Linked DNA regions of Mus musculus: region 1 is linked to region 2. A link is a contact called in public HiChIP or PLAC-seq data. All regions are on one chromosome and are shown on one strand. Each heading gives the region's core, a stretch centred on a gene start, on an enhancer-like site or on the middle of the called end of the contact. The rest is flanking DNA. Distances are from core to core; before and after follow the strand shown.

The links. HiChIP or PLAC-seq counts read pairs in DNA pulled down with a chosen protein or histone mark.
Region 1: an H3K4me3 HiChIP or PLAC-seq map of embryonic basal ganglia shows a contact between it and region 2, with 2.5 times the contacts expected there. The contact joins two enhancer-like sites. A contact is called at or near these places in 1 of 15 datasets of contacts at CTCF or cohesin (the NIH/3T3 cell line), 10 of 115 datasets of contacts at active chromatin or transcription factors (astrocytes, craniofacial prominence, embryonic basal ganglia and 5 more) and 3 of 9 other capture datasets (adipose tissue, liver and pancreatic islet).

The regions. Positions count from the first base shown.
Region 1 is chr4:116,851,139-116,858,777 of GRCm38.p6, forward strand. No RefSeq gene overlaps it. Among named protein-coding and RNA genes, the nearest start is that of Zswim5, 22 kb to the right of the region's middle. Within about 2 kb of position 6,238, at least 5 of the 459 cell types and tissues checked have an H3K27ac peak or open chromatin away from gene starts, as enhancers often do. A contact at or near this core is called in embryonic basal ganglia, where this site is marked.
Region 2 is chr4:117,119,190-117,126,726 of GRCm38.p6, forward strand. It overlaps Btbd19 (BTB (POZ) domain containing 19), which reads right to left and starts at 6,469. Exons shown (of 8, transcript NM_001384196.1): 1 at 6,140-6,469; 2 at 4,750-4,951; 3 at 4,540-4,593; 4 at 3,030-3,089; 5 at 2,225-2,293; 6 at 2,009-2,140; 7 at 1,782-1,907; 8 at 30-1,672. The coding sequence starts at 6,225. The coding sequence ends at 1,538. It also overlaps a transcript of Tctex1d4 not described here. Within about 2 kb of position 1,457, at least 430 of the 459 cell types and tissues checked have an H3K27ac peak or open chromatin away from gene starts, as enhancers often do. A contact at or near this core is called in embryonic basal ganglia, where this site is marked.

The DNA.
Region 1 (7,639 bases), core at 4,988-7,487, 260 kb before region 2:
TGATACTTTTTGTAAAGGCCAGACTTTGATCCTATCAATGTCTTCTTTTTGTTCCAGGATCCAAGATGTCTCATCCCATTGCCTTTTTTTTTTTTTTTGATTTACTTTTTATTATATGTAAGTATATGTAGCCATCTTTAGACACACCAGAAGAGGGCATCAGATCTCTTTACGGATGGTTGTGAGCCACCACGTGGTTGCTGGGATTTGAACTCAGGACCTTCAGAAGAGCAGTCAGTGCTCTTATCCACTAAGCCATCTCTCCAGCCCTTCCATGTTCTTTCTAAAAACCTGTAAACCCACACCAGTCATAGGAAGACATAAGACAAACTCAGATGAGGAGTCGTGTCACAGAAGACCTTGCTGGTGTTCCTGTGGGGGCGGGGGTGTCATGCTAATAAAAAACAAAGGGAGACAGATACTTCATAGACCAGAGAGAAGGCAAAGTGACTAAATGCAACATGGTGCCACATCCAGGAGGAAGACAGCTACAGTGTACTTACTTACATACATACATACATACATACATACATACATATTTATTTATTTATTTATTTATTTATAAAATAAGAAAGAAATTAAAAAAAGAAAGAACATCGAAGACAAGGAGGTGTCTCTCTTTTTTTTTTTTTAAGATTTATTTATTTATTATATGTAAGTACACTGTAGCTGTCTTCAGACACACCAGAAGAGGGAGTCAGATCTTGTTACGGATGGTTGTGAGCCACCATGTGGTTGCTGGGATTTGAACTCTGGACCTTCGGAAGAGCAGTCAGGTGCTCTTACCCACTGAGCCATCTCACCAGCCCGAGGTGTCTCTTTCATTAAACCCTGTCAGGCATTATGAAAGACTGTGATAGCACCTAGACCAGTGGTTCTCAACCTGTGGGTCACGACTCCTTTGGGGGTCTCGTATCAGATATTTAGTTGCAATTCATAACAGTAGCAAAATTACAGCTATGAAGAAACAATGAAATAATTTTATAGTTGGGGTCACCACAACATAAGGAACTATATTAAGAGGTCACACATCGGAAACGTTGAGAACCACTGGTCTGTACTGTTATCCTTCTCCACTTGACTAGTGTAGTATTTGCCAGGCCTCTGACCTTTCCTGGTCTCTCCTCTCTTCTCCCTGCTCTACCTACCCTTTCATAAAGAGCTACTGAGTCTAGCTCATATGCAAAGGGAAGAAGGTGAGAACTAAGCTTCACTTTAGAGAGATGAGGACATCTACATAGGACTCTTCTGAAAGACGAATAATCACCATTTTAATTACAGATTTGCAACAGTTCCTGTGGGTCTGAAGATCAACTTTAGAAGTAGAATGCTTAGCATGGGTCAGGTCCTGGGTCCAAAATAAAATTTTCTGTCAAGGGTTAATCTTCATTCATTAACGAAATACTTGCACTTATATCTTCCAGGACTTAAATTAACTTGATAAGCTTTCCCGTCCACTCCACTCTACTCCCAGCTGCTCTCTGGCTACACTGGGTTGGCTTGGCTGTTGTCCCCAGCTGCCACCAGGATTATCTACTGGGACCTTATCAGCCACAACAAGTTGTTCTCTGATATCTACCAGATCCAGGAGACAGAGGATGGACTATGCCTGGAGGGAAGAGGTCAAGACGGTCAGTAGAGCAGAGGGTAACACTGATACCCATCATTGGTGGAACTCCTTCCTGTACAGGTGGAGAGCGAAGGTTCCGGAATCACAGAAGCCAATGGGTTGATGCTGTAGTGAACCACCACCACTTAGGAGAAAATGGAGACACAAAAGTACATCATAGATGACATGAAATAACTCAAAGGCAAACTTGAAGAAAAAAACCCAGCAAAAGCAAAGCCATGAAAGCAGGACTCCAGGTAGCATGGTGTTCTCCTGGACTACCATGGAGATGGTGTGACTCCATTTATGCTTTCTTTAAAGGGTGGTTTAGAGATGGAAAAATGTTAACAAATTGGGCAATTACTTTGGATCTATCAGTTGTCACCATGTCTGGCTGGTGTTTGTCATCTATATAACAAACACCAGGACTTAAGACAAATGGGACTGATGTCATCTTGAGCTCTTATTCTGCCCTTGACATATTTGGAGTTGAGGCATTGCTTTCTAAGAAAAGGAAAAAGTCATTAGGCTGTCTTTAAATAAAGTGCATTTAAGCCAAAAAAAAAAAAAAAAAGCAAAGCAAAATAAAATTAACATCATGAACTGGTTAGAATTACATTTAACAATTCACTAATTTAGAAGGAATGATGTCTAAGACTCCGGTGCTTGTCTCTAGTTGGTTGAATCTTCCTTTATATTATTGGGATTACAATGTGTTGATAAATTAGTATAAATTAGTTCAAGGATCTGTTTTGTAGCCAGATAACACAGTCCAGAGTCTTGACAATCAGCAAAACGGGAGAGGGTGAGCTAAGGTCTGGACTGCCCCAGGAACTTAGCAGGGACACAAGGCCTAAGGCTGTTACGGAATTTTGAAACATCAGAATAAAACATAGGAAAAAAAAAGTTATGAAACCCAGAAGGAGCTTGGGGAAAATGCTGATAAAGGCCAAACTCCCGTGGAGAAGAGAGAGCAGATTCCACTCAGGTTTGCATTCCCCCTGCTGGCGTGATCTGGCACACAGGAGCACTGCGTGGAAGAGCAATGAAGAGTGACTCAAATTTTTGTCCTTAAACCTTTGACCACACAGCATGGTCTGGTGGGCACTCTTGTAATCCCAGCACTTGGGAGGTAGAGGCAGGAGGTTACAAAATTGAGGGCATCCCTGGCTATATAGTGAGCCTGGGCTACAGCAGAGTCTGTCTGTCTCACATGACTTCAGAGGCGTGTCAACTATCATGGGTGATTTCATTTACTTGGTCATATTCTTTGAAGTGTCAGTCATATTTCATATTTATGTTTAGATGATGGCCGAATCATAAAAGTAATGCCGATATACACATGTGGAAAATATGCATAGTGGGGCTGAGGAGGGGGCTCAGTTTAGGTAGGAGAATTACCATACATAAGAAGCCAGCCAGGTACAGTGACCTGAGCTTGTAACCTCAGTGCAGGGGAGGCAGTGGCGGGTGGATCTTCATGAACAGGTACTAGAAACCAACATTGTGCCAAGCATTTTGTGTTTAACCACGAGTATCTTTTGTATCCTTTTTCAGTTCCATCAAGAACTTACCAGCTTTGCCACTTTGGGCTTCCCTAGCTTGGGGTACTTTCACTGTTCTCTGTAAAGCTTTAAATTACATGGTTTAAATGTCACTTGTTTAGGGAGGTCCTTTAATCCATTATGTTTCCTAAGGGCTATTGTTATGTGACCCCATGTGACAGACACTGAAGTGACAGTCCCCTTCAAGAAAGAACCCTGAAGAGCGGGTCAGCTGACACCATCTGGCTGTTAACTCTTTCAGTTCCAGCTCAGCTTCTCAGAGGTTATATCCTTCTCAGGTGGCCTAGCCAACAACCTAAACAGTGGCACAGCACCCCACCAATTTCTGCCCAGTGCAGCCCCCTTCTCTATCACCTCCCGCCTTGTAACAGTCCATCCTTCCTCCTGAGCATCCCACTGAACTGCCAATGTTGACAAATCTGCATTGCTCTTCAGGTCTCTCCCTGATCAACCCTGCCTCCATCCTGCTCCTTTCCTGGTTGAACACAAGGCATTTAGCAAGGAACCTTTTATTTCCATAACTTCCCTTCAGTATCAGCTTCCTGGAAGACTCAACTGCTTGCATATGTTTTGCTAGAGCTGGAAATATAGAGATTGAGGGGGTTGCAAGGCTGCAGAAGATGTGGCAGACTCTGCAGGCCATGCTGAGTATCGTTTCATTTTTTAGGGCAGTGGGGAGTCAAGTATGTGTTTTCAAGTAGATTGGAGTAGGAGAGAGAAAATCAAAGAGAAATTTGGAAAGAGCACCCTGACTCCTGTGTGGGAAGACAAGAGGGATGGAAAATGGGGGTGAGAGTTATTTAAAAGGCACAGTCTCAGGGCACGGAGAGGTGCATTGGTGGCTAAGAGGGCTTGCAGCTCTTGCACAAGACCAAAGCTAGATTCCCAGTATCCCTTTCAGGCAGCTCACAACCTGTAACTCCAGCTCCTGGGAACTGAATGCCTTCCTCCAGCCTCCAAGGGTACACACACACACACACACACACACACACACACACACACACAGATACACACACACACATATATACACACACTCACACACACATACATACACACACATACACACATACACACACATATATACACACACATACATACATACACATACACACAGATACATACACACATATACACACACACTCACACTCACATACCCACATACACACACATACATACACACACATACACACATACATACACACACATACACACACACATATATACACATACACACATACATACACACACACACACAAATAAGTCTCACAAATATCTTTAAAATTTATTTATTTTATTTTATATGTATGAGTGTTTACATGCATGAGTGGCATGCATGTATGTATGTGTATCATGAACTTCAGAAGAGAAATTTGGATTCCCTAGGGCTGGAGGGGCTGGAGTTACAGATGTTTGGGAATATACCTGAGTCCCCTCATGAGAAACAAATGCTCTGGACTGCTGAGCTATCTCACTGTCATAAATCTTTTAAAATGTTCACTTATTGGTTTTTTTGGGGGGGGGGGGTTGAGACAGGGTTTCTCTGTATAGCCCTGGCTGTCCTGGAACTCACTTTGTAGACCAGGCTGGCCTCAAACTCAGAAATCCGCCTGCCTCTGCCTCCCGAGTGCTGGGATTAAAGGCGTGCACCACCACGCCCGGCTCACTTATTGTTAAAGGAAGAGTTGGGATTATCTAGGAAAGATATTATGTATTGAGAGAAGTCTAAGATATTGACCCAGGATGTTATGAATATAATGCAGTGAGTGTGTGTGTGTGTGTGTGTGTGTGTGTGTGTGTGTGTGTGTGTGTATGTGTGTGTGTACCTGGCAGGCCTAATGCCGAGGTATGGCCTGAGAAATCACACAATGCAGCAGAGAAGGGGGAATAAAGGAAGATTATGTGGGAGAACGGAGAGGAGTAAGCAGCTTAAGAAGGGGTAGAGGCAAACAGACAGGAGCAGAGCCTTGAGGCAGAGAAGGGGGCACAGAGAAGGACAGAAAAGGGGAGAAAGAGTCCAGCCAGGAATACATGGGAACAGAGAGAGAGCCAGCTGGGGTGGCAAGCAGTCCTTTTCTATGCCTGCATGCACCTGGTGGCAGGTAATGACTTAAGCCATAGCTAGGTCCCAGGTCCCTGGGAGAAGCCTGGTGGAATTGCCTGTAAACCAACACAAGAAACTCCAGCATGTACTTTCTGACAGAGGATGAGGGTAGCAAATGAGATGCAGGCCAGCAAACTCGGTGTCTCAGAAAACTGTAGGGTATTCTTTTCTTTATTTGGCTGTTTCAGTTTTTGAGACAAGGTCGTTCTACGCAGCCTAGTCTGACCATTACATAATAGCTCGTGGTTGTCTCCCTTAGGGGAAGAGGTTGAAGTCATACCATGGGAATTATGTTCTTCCTGTTGTGAGAACAATTATTCTGGTGAGAATATCTACTCTCTGTGTCCTTCTGGAATTCTCTGAATCCTTGTGAGAAAGGCAGTTCACACCTCTCTCTGGTGGGCCACAAGGGAATTTTATTTTATTCCAGGCTCACACTGAATCTTCAGTCAACGATTTACATCTTATTTCTTTTTCTTTTCTCTCTCTCTCTCTCTCTCTCTCTCTCTCTCTCTCTCTTTCTTTCTTTCTTTCTTTTTTTGAGACAGGGTTTCTCTGTATAGCCCTGGCTGTCCTGGACCTCACTTTGTAGACCAGGCTGGCCTCGAACTCAGAAATCCACCTGCCTCTGCCCCCCGAGTGCTGGGATTAAAGGTGTGCGCCACCACGCCCGGCTACATCTTATTTCTATTTAAGCACATCTGATAGTACGGCTCAAATAGATTTTAGGGAGACTAAGTCCTTACCCCGAAGCATCGTGTCTGTTCCACAGAGCTGATTATCCATGCGAATCGTGGTCGGGCCTTGTGCTTCCTCCTATCACAGTGAACTCTGGAGCCTTTTCAAGTCTGAGACATTTAGATGGGAACCATTGTGAAAAGCGAACGTGAATGTTCTGTTTACGCATGGCTTCCATATAATTTATTCATGCTCTTTTATGCTAACAAGAGTATTCCCATGTTATTTTAGCATTTCTAATTAACCAAAGTGAGCATCGCTGATGAGCGGCAGGGCTTCTCAGCTGAAGAACGCCTTTATGCTGAAGTCAGCACTGCTCAGGCAGCAGAGGAAAGCATCTACGCCTATTCTCCTGTGCTGACGGGTAACTTTGTAGATCTTTGCCTACTTGTAGCTCTTGCTTCTGGGAGAAAAGAGGTAGTCACCTTTTGTAGGTTTGAATATATCCTCAACTAACAAACTTTATATTTACAGTTTTAATTTTCAGACCTGGAAAAATGGCTCTGTGTCAAAGAGCGCATGGCTCATGCAGAGGACCTGAATTTAGTTCCCAGCACCCAAGTCAGATGGCTTACAACCACTCGCAACTCCAGCTCCAGGGAATCCGACACCCTCTTCTGGATTTTTGTGTGCACCAACACTCACACATGCAGGTAACCACTGCACATCCACCATAAAAAGAAAGAAAGAAAGAAAGAGAGAGAGAGAGAGAGAGAGAGAGAGGAAGGAAGGAAGGAAGGAAGGGAGAGAGGGAGAGAGAGAGAGAGAGAGAGAGAGAGAGAGAGAGAAGAAGAAGAAGAAGAAGAAGAAGAAGAAGAAGAAGAAGAAGAAGAAGAAGGAGAAGAAGAAGAAGAAGAAGAAACCCTAGCTGGGCAGTGGTAGATCATGCTTTTTATCCCAGCAGTTGGGAGGCAGAGGCAGGCAGATCTCTGTGATGTGAATTTGAGGCCAGCCTGATTTACATAGTGAGTTCCAGGACAGCAAGGGCTACACAGAGAAACCTGGTCTCGAAATAACAAGAAGGAGTAAGAGGGAAAGGAGGAAGGGAAGAGGAGAGGAGAGGAGAGGAGAGGAGAGGAGGAGGAGGAGGAGGAGGAGGAGGAGGAGGAGGAGGAGGAGGAGGAGGAGGAGGAAACATAAAGAGAAAAAACGGAGGGCTGGTGGGATGGTTAAGTGGGTAAGGGCACTGACTACTCTTCCAAAGGTCCTGAGTTCAATTCCCAGCAACCACATGGTGGCTCACAACCATCTGTAATGAGATCTGACGTCCTCTTCTGGTGCGTCTGAAGACAGCTACAGTGTACTTAGATATAATAAATAAATAAATCTTTTAAAAAAAGAATATAACATGGAAAAATTCATTGAATTGAGTACATTTACTAGACATTCCAATATCACATGTGTGTTAATGTGTGTAGATTGAGGTGTCCCGATATTGCATGTGTGTTAATGTGTGTAGATTGAGGTGTCTCTAACAGATTATTGGGCTGGTGTTGCACAGCTTGAGTCTGTAAACCTGACTCGGAAGGAAGAAAGTACACACACACACACACACACACACACACACACACACACGCAGAAAAGCTGGGTCAAGATAGTTTGCACACTCTGATAGACCCAAACTAA
Region 2 (7,537 bases), core at 207-2,706:
ACCAGAAACTTGAATGCTGACATTAAAGCTGTGTAACATCATGCTCAGTTTATTTTTTGAAACAGGTCTCACCTTGTAACTAACCTAGGCTAGCCTCAAACTGCTGATCCTCCTCCGTCCACTTCCCAAGTGCTGACATTTACCTATGTATGCCGCCATGCTATGCTTGCCTCGCAGAACACATGTCCAGAAGACAGCCTGCATGAACAAAAGCTTTCTATCCTCAAGGAAAAGGATGGGTGCTTTAAAGCAATCTGAAGACTCTCCAAGCTCCCAAAAATAATTTAGAGGCCGGGCGTGGTGGTGCACGCCTTTAATCCCAGCACTCAGGAGGCAGAGGCAGGCGGATTTCTGAGTTTGAGGCCAGCCTGGTCTACAAAGTGAGTTCCAGGACAGCCAGGGCTACACAGAGAAACCCTGTCTCAAAAAAACCAAAAAAATAAAATAAAATAAAATAATAATAATTTCAAAAGCCTTTTCATCACAATACAGCAAAGCTAATGGAAGCGCAGTATTAGTACAGATTAGTACATGGCTTCTAAAGTTGATGTAAAGGAAGCAAAAGCATGGAACAGGCAAGCAAGCAGCAAATTACTTTCAGTGTTCATGATCCAAAGAAGGGTGCCAGGAGTGGTCCCACTGGGCAGCCACCTTTTCCATCTTGACAGAATACAAATATTCATCTTTAATTCATAAGCAATATATTTTTATGTAAAGCCAGAATTAGGAGCGATAGTACACGCCTTTAATCTCTGTACCAGGGAGGCAGAGGCAGTCGGAGCGCAGTGAGTTCAAAGCTAGTCTGTCCTAAATAGCTCTAGGTCAGATGGGGTTACAGTGAGAGATTGTCGACAACCCATCCCACCCCCCAATAATTCTGGAACTCCCAAACGCAGAGTTTAGGATTGCTAAATCTCAAGGAAATTTTGTAGGCTGTCCTGGAAAGCAGTATGGACGTTAAAGGGCTCAGGAGGAAAAGCTTGACAATCAAAGCGATGGGACCATCATAGGGATGGATACTGTCCCCTGACAGAGAAAGGAGTGAGGGGCACTGGCTAGGGTAACAGCAGAAGAGACCCTAGAAGGGAGAAAAGGCATGAGGTAGGCAAGAATGAGGTCCGGGTTCCAGATCCGCACAAAAGATTAACACTATTTCCAGGGTTGGGAAAGATGGTGAGAAGCTCGAATTTGCGCTGAGCCTGAAGCTGATTTGTTAAAGAGGATGAGCTACATAGAGATCGCGTCATCCGAGTAGAGGGGCGTAGAGGAATGATCGACTTGCAGAATGCCGCATGAGCTTATGCAACAAAGGCCACCCTCGTTTCCGGTCTCAGGACATCACCCAAGCCACAACTTTGGGCCCATTGCGCAATCCCTACTCTTCCACAGAGGCTTAGGTTTCACTCTAGACGCAGAGCGGTCCTTCCCGTATCCGGCGGCTGAGCTTGCTGGGAGCGGAAGCCCACCTCCAACGCAGAGCACCTCGGGAGCTGTAGTTTGGGATGTAGTCAACTTCCTGGGAAGGTCCGGAAGTGGATCATTTGAAACGAAGGTCCAGAAAGCGATGGTGATCCCGGGGCCGGGTACCCCTCCGCCGGCGGCACGGCGCGCTCCGGGCCGCATCTCCTCTCCGTAGGGCGTGACACTTCCATGCCTCCACAATCTGTTCAACCTGTAGGGGAAAGCGGGTCACCACGCAGACCGAAGTCCCAAGCCTCCCGCCCTTGCTCCTCGTTCCCACGTGGCAGAGTGGATCTGAGTTTGGTTACTGGCGTCCGCACCGGGATGAGCGGTTCCCGTCGGTTCTGCTCTTCCAGGGCGCTTAGCTCCGCCGGGGCAAGCAAAGCCAGTCTCAGCTCTCGGACCACTGGAGCTGCCACCTCAGCCACGGGTTGCTCTAACACCGCCTGTGGAAGCGAGCCTTGAGCACGTGCCTGCTGCCCGCTTACAGAGTTCCCGTGGCCTGCACCGTTTCGGTGTCCTCGCCCTCCCCCCAGGTCCCACTCACGGCGCCCACGCGTGCCCAGCTTCGGGCTGCCTGGACTAGCTCAGTCTCATCCACGCAGAGCTTGTCACTGCGTAGCACAGGCAGCAGCGCGGTGGCGGACAGCTCCAGAAAGCCACGGGTGCGGAGCGCCTCCTATGGGCCGGTGTGTCGGTCAGGGCAGAGAAAAAATGGCATGGGGGGGCTACAAGTTACAAGTATAAGGATGGGGAGTTGTACCTGGCTGTGAGCTTCTATAAAGGCTATGCACCGCTCCTGTAGTGACCCCAGGCCAAAGGTTACAGCAACCTGAGAGCAGAGTATGATTAGGCTAGAGACTGAAGAAGCTGGATAACCCAGATTTGCACACAAGGTACTGCCACTGAGCACAATCTAAACAGAAGGCTAGCAGCACCTGCAGTGTCTCCTGAAAGTAGGCAAAGTGCCTTGTGCAGAGCACACAGGTGTGGGGTAGAGGAGACCATGTTCAGGTCTTTCAAACTCCATCTTTGAGCCCAAGCTTGGCTTCTAAACTCCACACCCCCACCTTTCTACTATCCATGTTTAGAATTGTTTTGTTGTTGTTTTTCAAGACAGAGTTTCTCTAGGTAACCTTGGTTGTCATGGAACTCACTCTGTAGTCCAAGCTGGCCTTGAACTCAGAGATCTACCTGCCTCTGCTTGGATTAAAGGCATGCACCACCATCTTTCAACCTCTTTTTTCCCACTCTTAATAGATCACTATGTAGCCCTGGCAGGTCTCGAACTCTGGCTTCTGCTTTCCAAGTACTGGAGTTAAAGGTGTGTGTCATCACACCTGCCTTTCCCAGCCTATTCGTCCTACATATGACCTTACTGATATACTCTGTACCCTACAGATCTGAGCACAGGCAGAATTTCTTTCATAAGCATATCCTTGAGCACATATTGTTCTTTAACAGACAGACCAGTCCGGGCTTCTGACGGAGGAGGCCATTCTATAGGCCATTGGAGGACCACATTCTAAACATCAGATTCATCCACAGGGCTGCTCATCAGTACTCACCTGCAGAGCCTCACAGACCAGCTCCACATCCAACACCTTCACCACAAACTCCAGGCAGAGCTGGGGACAGAAATGAAGCGACCTGTGTGCCGGTGTCAAGACTCCAAGTCCTATCCCAGAAACAATGGAGCTTGGAGCAATGACTCATTCAGACTCCCAGCAGCCCCAGCGCCACCTTGAGCGCCCAGATTTGGAAAACAGATGCAATTGTTCAGACCTGTAATTTAGCAAGCCCAGAGGGCCTGGAGGCCAGCAAAGCACCTTCTGGTACACTTGTCTCTGGTAAAACTCATCCAAAAACTCCAGTCTCTTCCTCCAAAAAGGCACTGGGCAGTGCCAGCTGTCCCTTCTCAGGGCCACCTACCTCTTGTGGACTGCCATTTCCTCCTCGGCCACACCCTCTGGATTTCTGCACTGATCTGACAGGCCCTTTCCTTTCCCTCTTCTCTCAGTCCCTTTCCCTTGCCAAAAACTTTCAATGAATCTCCACTATCCTTGCGTCAAAAGTCCAGGGAAGGAAGAGTTGAGACAGGGTCTTGCTGTGTAGCCCTGGCTGGCTTAGAACTCACTCTGTGGACAAGGTTAGCCCTGAGCTTAGAATTATCCTCCTCTATTCTGCCTACTGGGTGCTGGATATATAGGTACATACCACCACCACACCTGGCTGGTGCTAGGAATTAAACCCAGAGCCTATAGTATGCTAGGCAAGTGCTCTGCCACTGACCTACACTCCCAGCCTAAAGCCCCGATTCTTTTTTTTTTTTTTTTCCTTTTTTTGGACAGAGTTTCTCTGTGTAGCCCTGGCTGTCCTGGAACTCACTCTGTAGATCAGGCTGGCCTTGAACTCAGAAATCTGCCTGCCTCTGCCTCCCAAGTGCTGGGATTAAAGGCGGGCACCACCAACGCCCGGCAAGTCCCGATTCTTGAAGCACCTGTGTGAATCAGCTTCCTGGTACCCTTCCCAGCTCACCCCACACCCAAGTTCCCAGTCCACCACACAGCTAAGGAGTTCCTTGAGTGTCCTGTGACTGTAATGTCATCTTCCCACCCCTGAACAAAACCCTATTTGTTCTTCCAGCTCTGACACAAAGGTTTCCTTCTCCAAGAATCTCTCTCCACACATCAGCTGTTTGCCCATCACACTTAGACCCCTACTTTTAAGTCTAGGGTTTTGAGACTCTTACTCTGTAGCTCAGGCTAGCCTGGAACTCCTTAGGTAGTTCAGGCTGGCCTTAACCTTGCCATCCTCCCTAAGCCAGAAGCACAAAGCCTCCATATATGTTAAGCATTTTCATGTCTCTCCTTCCATTCAATCATGGGCCAAAGCCAATTCACCGTTGCACTGAAGAACCAGCCATAAATACTTCCTGTGCTCACTCAGCACACACTGAGCATGTACAGATCCTGTGTACACAGAGAGCTATCATACTCTGTGTGAGAAGGTCAGACTATGAAGGAGACGATGAACTGAAAGGCAAGGGAGACAAGATGGCTTGCCTGAGACACTCACCTCTCGAAGTTCCTCCAGCCCATATTCCACAGCTGTTGTCAGCACCTCCAGCACCTGCGGGGGGGGGGGGGGGGCGAGGAGGGAGAGGGGAGTGGCTGAGGGAGCAGAAGGGAGTTTCCCCCACCCCTCAACCCACAGCATAATGGGCATCCTTCTGACTCGGGCATCCTCATCTTCTCTCCCACCCAGACCTCTGCTTGGTAGGCTCACAGAGTGTTGGTGCAGCTTGACACTGTTGGTGTATAGGAACTCCAGCACAGCTAAGAAGGCTTCGGCAGGCACAGTGCTTAGCACCACAGGACTAGGTACCCCAGGGCCCAAAAGTCTCTGGAAGAAGTTACATCTACAGGCCAACAAGCACCGGTGGGCAAATACCTCTTGCCGTTCTTGACCAACCACAAAGCAAATATCACTGTGGAAGAGAGGGAGGGCCAGGGGAGGGGATCTCAGACCTAGATCACACTGTTGGCTTTACCTCTGTCACACTAGGGCTTCTTTTTGTGTGAGGTCAAAGCCTACATCTGGAAGACACAAGCCTGTGCTCTAGTCTCAGTTCCACTCGGTGACTTTATATCTTTGACTCTAAGACTTTTCAGCCATGATGGCAGGTCTCAAGGGAGTGGACTATGCTTGGTTCACAGGGGGCGGGGGGATGGGGGGGTAGGGGGATAGCAGAGCTCATGCAAGCCAGGTTGATGTCTCCCCAGTCTGAATCTTGGGGGAGAGGACACTCCTCTTGGGACGCCTTCACCAAATGCCAACTCAGCATTTTTACCCTTCTTCCTGTGGGAGGGTGTGAGGATGTGGGGTACAGAGCACACTGACTGCAGACAGACATGACAGTGATCACCATCATGAGGTGAGACCACATTTTCCATCTTCATAATCACTTCCGGCCCCAGCCTCTGTGTTAAGTAGGGGTAGGAGGCAGCAGCGAGCGCTTCAGCTTCCAAAGCCTCCTGCCTAAGGCTCCACTCTTCAGGCCAGACTGTGGCACCCTGTCCTCAAAAAACCGAGAATTATGGCAGTCTTAACCCTGGGGAGCAGGGCAGCCTCTGAGAGTCTGGGGATGGGAAACAGAGTTCTTGTCTCCCATGACCAGCCCTGCCCCCAGTGAACTCTATTCCTGGTTTCAGACAGCACTAGTCTCTTGGGCAAGCAGTGGGTGGTCGGAAACCTTGAACTACTTCCTGTCTGGGTCTCCGGCTCGATCCTTTGGGCTTCGTTCCTCTTATGAATCGCTAGAGCCATCCATACCTCTGTCTCTTCAAGATAAGACGTTCCAGTGCTCAGTCGAAAGCCCAATGGGGGTGAATCAAATCATAACCCATCTTTCAGGGCCGAGGGGGTGGAGGAGAAGCCAGAGAACTCAGGCATTGCCTGAGTTCACACAGCTGCCCTCCCTTCTATCTGCCACTACCCCCGCCTCTGACTCTCAGGGTAGTGTGGCCACAGACAAGTAAATTTCCTCTATAGCTGACTTCCTCACAGACTGAGTTCCCCAGGGAGGCCAAGTGTTCTTTCCCGGGCTTCCTTGCCCTTAGCCTCCTCAAATTCACAGGCCAGCTAGGGAAAACCCCCCAGGGGGCCACTGCCTCACCTGTACTGGGGGTTGTTGATGAGGCTTCGAAGTGCTGTGGAAAAGGGTGCAGCCTGCCCACGTACCACCAGTCCTGGGTTCTCCATAAGTGCAGTGGGCAGTAGGTTAAAGGGTGGAACAGTCTAGAAGGCCTAGCCAGGCCAAGAAAGACCTGAGAGGGAGGGCAGGAGCTGGAGGCCTGTTTGCCGAGGAGCTAAAATATAGGAGCAGAAAGGCCCAGGTCCTTAAAGAAGGCCTGAGGTTCAGGAAAGGGATGCAGATGCAGACAGGACCCAGAGAAGAAGCTGGGGCTAGAAAGGCCTATGATCCCGGGAGAGGCTGGTGGTGGATGAGGCCCAGGTTGGGAATCTGCCCAGGCAGCAGCTGGGTGGGAAGCCTGTGGGTTTCCATAGAAACTGGAGCTGAGCCTGAGGAGGCCCCGCCCATCTCCCTATACGCCCAGGGGGGGAAAAAAATCAGCAGTAGAAGGGCCCTAAGATGAGTCTGAGGGCCCTAGTGCTGGCTGGCTCCCCGCCTACACTGAGTTCAGAATCCAAGGCCTCTGCTTTTCTAATCCCTTCCCACGGCTGCATTTTAGAAACACCCGAGACATCACCCCATCAGGGAAAATTCTCAAACCTAAGTGTGGTTTTCAAGGCTCAGACTTAGCTTGCCTGGGAGGGGGCAGCCCCACACCTCCCAGAGCAGGGGAGGTGAGGTGTCAGTTCTAACAGGAGTAGCGCAGCCTCTGGCAGCCCCGAAAAGCAATCCCCCTAAGGAAAGAGGTGCTGCCTACAGGTCCCAGACACGTGAGTAGGTCAGCAAAGGTTAAGAAACCGGACTTAGAATCACTGAGTCATGGCCATGCCAGGCCTGGGTCCTTCCCGCTGAACCAATAGGCCTCCCTTCAGCACATAGCTCTGAACTAAGGAAGTCATCCAAGCCCCACCCTGCCCTGAAGCGGAAATGTTTGTCCTTGTTGAGGCTGCTGGGGAGAATGCTGAACCATGACGTGCTCTTTCCTGTGAGCCCAGATACTAAATTCCTAAGAAGCTGCCCCCGCAATCTCAAGGTTTTAGCATATCCCAGCCCCCCCCCCCCCCCGTGACTTATTCACAGATGGCCAGGCCAGATCCAGTGGCCCCCTGGTGGGTTTTCCTCTCGTGGACCTGTGAATTAGAGGAGGCTAGCTAAGGGTGAAGAGGCAGGGAGAGATTCATATGAAATAGTGGCTCTGAAACTAGGACCTTTCTGAACAGTGCACCTCTCTCGGCACCGGCTCCCTTAGCCTGTGATGCCCTAGAACTCCAAGCCCCCGTGGACCCTCTCTCCCTGGTAACTCAGAGCGCCCCTCCTTTCTGCAGGTGCCCATAGCAGGAACACTTAGGTTATTCCAGAGTTTGGCCAGGGGAAGGATTT